2 separate regions of the Anser cygnoides genome follow, and region 2 is linked to region 1. The links are chromatin contacts, called in public Hi-C maps. All regions are on one chromosome and are shown on one strand. The core of a region is the stretch at or near the end of the contact, and the rest is flanking DNA. Distances in the headings are between cores, read along the strand shown.

Region 1 (3,982 bases), core at 1,007-3,506:
AATCCGCACTGGACCCTGGTTCCTTCCCAAGGCCAGGAGCATGGCAGACTGGGAGCACTTTCTTCGTAAGAAACAGCAAATCAGTTATTCCTTGTCGATGTTAGAGCCAACCCTTTGCCCCTTCCAGGCACTCAAGCAAAGTGCTAGAGCGCCGTGAGGTCTGCGGAGGGGTGCGAGATGGCACTGGGACGCCCGGCAGCCGACAAGGAGCGGCACGCAGCGGCGAATTGCTCTGCCAGGTAGTGGGGCGTGAGGGCAGCTCAAATCCTGCCCAGCAAGACTGCAGTGGTGAAGGCTGTTCCTCCCTGTGGCCATCCCTTGTGAGACAATGCTTCATTTTGCTTGGGGTGCAATGCTGGAGCCCACATTTTCATCAGACTGCAAAACTTCCCGACCCATGACAAAGAGTAGTGAGCACCAAAACGCAAAGAGCAGCGTAGCTCAGAAGGCTTTGCCCTTGGACAGGCAGCAAACAGGCGATGGGAGACAGCAAACCGAGGGCGACCAGCAGCAGCAATGACACAACTCAGCACACAGATGCATGCATAATTCATCCCTGTTGCCTTCCCCGGAAAAAGGACATTTTTCCCGTCATTATTCAGCGCTCTCAGCAGAGGGCAGCCAAAGTACATCTAATAACCTCGTCAGGAGAGCAGAGTTTTGTTTTAAATTAGAGCATCTCCTAAGGACTGACACGGAGTAAATTGGAGAAAAGCACAGACGTCAGACTAGACTAAACCTTTTATGAAGATTTGGGGCCCCTGCCGTTCACAAAGAGGACTGGATTCCATCCTTCCTTTATTTACTACAGCACTTTTCATGTATAATGCATATTTTATTGAATTTTCATGCAAAAACATATGGTACATACTGCAAATACTAAGCAGAGAACAACTCCAGATGGTATGCAGAAAAGGCGTACAATAGAGCGAGGATACCTTGCTGGATTAGGGTATCCCACTTATTCAGAACTAAGCCACCATGCACCATTTCACATTAACTGATCTTTTCTAGGAAGGAAATAGATACATTCTATTATCCCCCCCCCCCCCCCTTTTTTTTTTTGGCTCAGGAGAGGAAAAGCAAAAACAGAGAAAATAATTTGCACATGCTGAGCAGAACCAGTGTGTCTGCTCCTCTCGTATGGAAAAAAAAATAAAAGGAAAAAATATGCAACTCAGCTTGTCAATATATGAAGTATTTTGTCAGTATATGTCAGATATTATCAATACAGGAAGTATGACTACACTGACAGCAGTTCAGTGTTATTTTCATACTGCAGCAATGCCTATTAACTCAAACCTTTGGCTTAGGTCGATGGTTATCAGACAAAGGACTAGGAGACTAAAACACAAAAATGGCAGCAATGTCATGAGAACCAGGGCGGAATGCTGTGCCCCAATAATTTATGTAAAACCAGAGACAGGAGGACGAGTTTTATCAGCTGTGTTTTGCAGAAAGGGACCTGTGGTTCAGAGGCTACCTGCCATGCCCAGGGTCGCTCAGGAGCTCAGTAGCAGAGGCTGGAAATGACTTGTGATCAGACTCCATATTCAGGCTTTCATGGCAAAGTTACCTTTCTTCATGACAGCGTAGGCACTCCAGGCTTTGACGCAAATGCATGCTGTGGTGTGTATTCCACCCGCCCCCCCCCCCCCAATTTTACATCTCTCTTTCAGACCCTTTCCCTCTCCTTTTTCTCCTGCATCTCTCTGAATCCTGGGTCACCACCTCAGCCCTGTTCCTGCTGTCCCTGCCCATCTCATGGAAAGCGCTCAGGCTCAGAGGGAAGGAGTGTTGGAGCCAAGATCACACCATGATGTGCCCAATTCCCTGAGCCATGCGCTCTCCACTGGTCCTTCCTGTCTCTCTCATAATCCCCCTACTTACTTCTGGAGTCAATAATTAAGATAATTATACGGTAACCTGATATAATAAGTAGCCACTAAATCAAACCATACATCAACAAATAATATAACACTAAATTATGGGAGCTTTGATTTGCTCTTTCAAATTGCTTCTATACCTTGCGGGGATTAGCAGTTTAGAAAACAAAGCAAAGGTGCAAAACCATCTGATTTTCCTTGGAAGAAAATTCCTTTTGCTTGCATAAAGAAAAAGGGGTCAGTCAAATGGCAGCACAGTGAACTCTGCTATCCTGGGCATGGAGACACATCAGTCATTTCCTACATCTGATGCAGCTTAATTATTGACACTTCCATGCTTTTAACATCAAAGTAGCCGGACCTAATTTAGTAGTTGTTTGCAAGGTCTGACCCAGGGCTGCGTAAAGTACACACCAGCCAAGTATCCCTGTTTGGGAAGGACAGTTTGCTGCTGCTGCTTTTTTTTTTTTTTTTTCCCTATCAAAGAAAATATTTTCCATTTGTTTTTCCACTCCCTTTCTTCAAAATATTCCTTTAGCCAAGCACATTTCAAAGGAACTTAAATGTGCTTTTCTCCCTAAATGTCCCTATTTATATCTTTCAAATGCTGGCAGGTTTGCTGTGGTGAGGGGGTGTTGCTGTGTAAAGTTGCCACTTTAACCCCTTGCAAAAAAAAAAAAAACATTTCTACATTGGCTTTTACTCAGGATCGGGTGTACTTTCATTAAGAGATTCCTTTCTGTAACAAGTAGAGATGTGGGGGGAGAAAGAGGCACCACGCTGCATGTAATAAAACTTCCTATATTTTCATTTTGCAGCCGCTGCTTTGCACAGCCGTTTGTTGTATGCTTTGTAAAGCCCTGTAGTACCTCTTCCTGCTGACTTGGAAGTAAAGGAGCCATGTAACATCTTATGGCATTTCTCTGGGTGCATGTTTCCCCAGTTTGACTTCCAGAGGTGTGGTGGTATGCCCTCACCCGTCCCAGACCATTCACTCACTTCTGAAGTCCAGGAAATGTCTAGTTTGGCCACAAACAAACTCTCCTTTATGGCTGGCAGCAAATCTGAGGCCTCAAATCCCCAGAAAAGGTGGGAAATTAATTCTTGACCCCACAGAGCACCCTGCAGTGAAATACCAGCAGTGATTACAAAATTCCCTACGTGCTACAAGGATGATGCATGATTTAATCCCCATATAAATTCCAAGAGAGATAACTGCATTCAGATCCACCTCTGCTTTTCAGTTTTGGCTTTAACATTTTCTAGGCTGGCAAACCTATTTTTTGCCACCACCTTCAGCTAACTTTTAATTCCTCAATGAACACCAAGGGAATCAAAGTGCTGACAGGAGAGGTCTGGCCAATCTTTCTGCTGCAGTTTGAGATGTTACTGTTCCCAGTTGCTCGCTCCTCTTTGCTGGCTGTGGTTAGCGACGCCACAGCCAAGTCAGCAGAAGGGAACATATGCCTGCACCTCGGTTGCTTCCATACAACGTCCAGCATGAACCCATCTTCAGCGACAGTTTAAGACAGGATACGAACTTTTTCCCAAAGTAGCTGTCGAGCAAGGCACAGATCCTCCCCTACCACCTCTGTTTTGGGAATGGTAATCCAAGCACACATCAGCGAATAAAAGATTTCCACTTATCCTATTGGTCATGGTCTGGCGGTGCTCGGCAGCCAGAAATGAAAAAAAAAAATCAGAGAAAATTGTATGTAGCTGACAGAGTGTGATGTGCACCTGAAATCGATTTGGAAGCAGCGAAGGCTGCAGAGACCACATTGCTCACAACCAGTGCTGCTGAGTCACGGGCCGGGGCTGAACCAGCTGCGGTTTCTGAGAAGTTGCAAATCTCAATCAAACGCCTCGCGGGCAGGTGTGACTGCGACAACACCCATGTCAGAGAGCTGACACGTACATCTGCTTGAGTGCAGATGCAGATCCATGAATTATCTGTGCACGTCGAGCTACGCAGCCCACATCGGCCCTCCCCTGAATGTAGATTTAGGAAGGCAACAGGACAGGAGGAGGTGAATCAACAACAAGCCAGCATCATCCCCGGTGACTCTCACCCACCCACCACCCAAATTCCAAGA
Region 2 (3,950 bases), core at 596-3,095, 250 kb after region 1:
TCCAGCTGGAGACATCTCCATTTCTTCCCCCGGTTTGGTGCTGTCTGGTCTGGGGATCACTCTCAAAATGAAGCACAGATGAGACTGCAACAGGTTTTGCTCCCTCTGCTGTACACAGTCCTCCAGTGCTGGCCCAGCTGCCTCCAACACCTCCACCTGCCCTGTTGGCTGCTCCCCAGCCCCAACGTGGTCAGCACGCATCCTCACCTTCGTGTCGTAAACATAATGCAAACAGGAGACAGCCCCCATGGTGGTTCAGGCATTTTTAAGAGGGGGAAAAATCATGCAAAATGCAGAGGATACCTCACACACAGTGGGGCCCACAGGAGCCAGGGGGTCAAGACCTCCGCAGCGTGGGCACGGCCATCAGGCTCTGTAGGGTGATCAGCGCGGTTTGCCCCCTGGCCTGCATCTGTCTGCTGCTATCGGCATGCTCTGAGCGCCACGGGGCTGTCAGGACAGCTTGAACCTCACTGAAATCCCTCAATAAAAGTCACCGTGTACCTCCTCCTCCTCCTGAAGACATCCAAAGGCGGCAGCCGGGTGTCCAGCCCCGCTGTGACCCAGTGCTGCGGTAGGGGAGGTTTGGGCTGGCGGCAGCAGCAGCGAGCGGCAGCGTTTTTAGGACTGGCCGTAACAGCAGGCATGAAGCGAGTTCGTCATCCCCAGTCTGGTCCCAGACTGCTCACCAGTTAGGAGCTCCAGGCGGGCAGATCCAGACGCAGCTAATGCAGGATCGCAGCCCGAGGTTTTGTTTCCACCTTTGCCAGAGGCTTTGCCGCCCTGTGTCTTGCATGGGTCTCGGCTTCCTTGCTTGTGTCATGGTACCTGGTGACTTAACTTCCTTTGTAAAGCCACTTTCAGGAAAAAAAAAAAAAGGGTTCTGGATAACGTGGCTTTGCCTATAGCTTTACCGTATGAATCGACAAAAACGATGCCGGTCGGGTTGGTGCTCTTACAGCAAGAGCTGAATGAGGGAGATGGATCCTTCAAAATAAAAACGGGGGGAGGGGTAGCAGTGGCTGTCAATCTCAATAAGTAAACACTTCTTTGATGTGGTTCTTTAAAAAAAAAAAAAAAACAATAACCCAAATCCTAAAAGCAACATCGTATGTTTATTTTAAACGCATCCGCTAAATATTTACACTGAAAGCAAGCTAAACGAAAAAAAAAAGGAAAAACTGGAACTTTTGTCAGTGAACCAGATTGTGAAATGCCTTGAGGGAATAGAAGATTTATTTGGGGAGAGGGCGAGAGGTAGGAATTTTCCATGCTATTGTAAAACATGAGCTCAAATTATATGATCCCCACAGCCAGTGAATTGCAAAGCTTCAATCAGCTGCCTTTTTTATTTTTTTTTTCTCCCTTCCTCTCTTTTCTATAAAGAGGAGGGGGGGAAGACAGAAGTGTTTCACCAACTTCTGTTGACTGTTCCTTTTTTCTCCTGATTGAAATGTGTTGTTAAACAAGATCCCACATAATCTCAGCAGAGGGTTTCTCTCGCTCGCTCGCTCCCTCTCCTTCTGGGAAGCCGCGATCAGTGCCATCGGCGCTTGATTATTTGCAAACTCCCTTCGCTCGCTTTTTTTTTTTTTTTTTGCCCTTTTTTTTTTTTTTTTTTTTCCTCCTCTCCCTCTCCGTCTTCCCTCTCTCTCCCTCCGTCTCTCTCTCTCTCTCCCCCTTCCTCTCGCCCCCAGCGCAACTTTTGCAGGCGCCCCGGCACACGCAGCCATGCCGCGCTGAGAGCGGGGGCACCGCGCCAGCCCCCCTCCTTCCCTCCCTCCCTCTCCCTCTCTCCCTCCTCCCTCTCCCTCCCTCCCTCCCTCCCTCCCTCCCCAGCGCCGCCGTCCCGAGCCGGGGGGGCCCCGCCGCCCGCCGCCCCTGCCCGGCCCCGCGCCGCGCCTCGCCCCGGCCCCGGCCCGGCCCGGCCCGGCCCGGCGCCGCCGCCCCCCGCCCGCTCGCCCGCCCGCCCCGGCCGCGTCGGAGGGCCGGCAGCGGGGCTGGATGTGCCCGGCTCCCCCCGCGCTGAGGCGGGCGGCGATGCAGAAGGCAGGCGGCAGCTTCGCCTCCGCCGAGAGACACCCGCTCAAGATGGCAGATGTGTGTTGAGTTTGGGGGGCTGCGATCTCGCGTCGTTCGTGGCGGCGTTGCCATGAATAACAGGCGTCCTTGCACCGATGGCCCCCATGTACGAAGGTAAGCCCCCCCACCCCCAGCCCGGCACGGCTCGGCGCGGCTCCCCTCGCCCTCCCCGCGGGACCGGGGGTCCCCCGCCGCCCGCAGCTCGCCGTGCCCCGGGGAGGCTGCCGCCGGGGCGCCCCAGCCCTGCCCGGCGCCCCGCGGGGGGGGACCGGGGCGAGGACGGACGGGGGTCGCCGCCCGGTTGCCCCCCCCGCCCCGGGCACCCCCTTTACCCCCCGGTCCTGCGGTTCGGGGCTCTCGGGCCCCGGCGGGGGGCGGCGGGCGAAGTCCGTGCCGGTGCCGAGCAGAACAATGAGGTGGCCGGAGCTTGCCCTGCGCCTCGGCGCGGCTCTCGCTGCCGGCTCCTTTCGCCTGCCTGCACGGAGTTGCCCCCCCCCCCCCCCCCCCCCGGGGAGCAGGGACCCCGGTGGCAGCGGGCAGGGGGCACGGGGCTGCCGGCAGCCTCCTGTCAGCTCCCCGGCTTGTGCCGGAGCCCTGCGGGGGGAAGCCCAAGTGCCCTAACTTAGTTCTTTGGGGCTCGGGGGGGGGGGGGGGGGGGGTGCACGTTTTGGGGTGGCTAAAAAAAAATAATAAATTAGGTGTGCGTGTATCGGTGTGCGTGTGAACGGCTCGGTTTAAATCCCCTGGCGGTGCGTTTACGGGAGGGTGCCGGGGGAGCATTACATAAAGCGGGGGGAAGCCCACCCCGCCTTCCCTTCGCCCGGTGCCGGTGCTGGGGGGGCCGGCAGCGGGACTGGGGCTGCGCGGCGAGGCTCGGCAAAACTTAATCCGAGGGGAAAACCGACTCCGGGCTGCGGCGCCCGGGACGAGGGCGGTGTAAAGTTACCGCCCCGCCGGGTTATTCCTGGGCAGCCCCGCACGGCCGGGACCCCGCGGGAGACAAAGACGGAGCGTTTTCGGCAGCGGAGGGAGGCCGGCCGGCCCTCTCCTCCCCTCCCCTCCCCTCCTCTCCCCTCCCTTCCCTTCCTTCCCTCCCCGTCTGCCGGAGCCCGGCGCCGCCGGGGGGCGCGGAGGGGCCGCGGCGGCGGGGCCCAGCACGGCGGTGGCGGCGGCGGGCCGGTGCCGGCGGCGGGCCCGGGGTGCCGCTCGGTGCCGGCCCTCCGGCGGCGCCCTCTGCTGGCCGCGCCGCCCCCGGCGGCCCCGGAGCCCCCCGGGCCGCCTCCAGCGGGAGGCCGCGGCCGCTGCGCCGCCGCCGGAGCCCACCTGCCCGGCCCCCGAGGCTGGCTAGGCCCGGCCTGCGGAGCCCCGGGCGCTGCCGTGCCCGTGGGCGAGCCGGGGGGACCCGGCGGCCTTTCGCCCCCTCAGCTCGGGGAGCGAGGCCTCGGTGGGTCCCGGGGAGGTGGTGGCGGTGGTGCCGCAGCGTGTGCCTGAAGTTTGGCGGTGCCCGGGAGCACCCGAACTTCTGCGGCAGCAGCCGGGCAGGGAAAGGAAACCAGGCGCGTGTGTATAGGGGGAAAAAATAACGCCCTGAAAAGCAACCTGTAAAAACAGATTCCCTGGAAACACCGTGGAAAAACCCCCAGGGTCCGCAGCTGGACTCTGCCCGCACGCCTCGAGCCTTGAAGTAGGTGACTGCGCCAGTCCCCAGGAGCCAAAAAATAGCGTGAAGGTGGATAGGGATTGTGCTGTCTGTCTTGCGTTGCAGTGTGTTTGCGGGTTAAGTTGCTTCTGGATAGGTTATAGGGAGGCGGAGGAGGGGTTAATGAATGTTACTCGCCTCCGAGTTGCCGTGAGAGGTCCTTAGAAAT

The links. A called contact is a pair of places that touch in the nucleus more often than the background predicts.
Region 2: a Hi-C map of granulosa cells shows a contact between it and region 1, with 2.4 times the contacts expected there. The contact joins the promoter of HIPK2 here to the enhancer-like site in region 1. A contact is called at or near these places in 3 of 7 Hi-C or Micro-C datasets (granulosa cells and liver).

Annotation. Positions count from the first base shown.
Region 1 is chr1:60,738,300-60,742,281 of Taihu_goose_T2T_genome, forward strand. All of the region lies in intron 10 of TBXAS1 (thromboxane A synthase 1), which reads right to left. Among named protein-coding and RNA genes, the nearest start is that of SPIC, 53 kb to the left of the region's middle. Within about 2 kb of position 2,257, at least 1 of the 3 cell types and tissues checked has open chromatin away from gene starts, as enhancers often do.
Region 2 is chr1:60,993,390-60,997,339 of Taihu_goose_T2T_genome, forward strand. HIPK2 (homeodomain interacting protein kinase 2) reads left to right here and starts at 1,846. Exons shown (of 15, transcript XM_066997849.1): 1 at 1,846-2,196. The coding sequence starts at 2,178.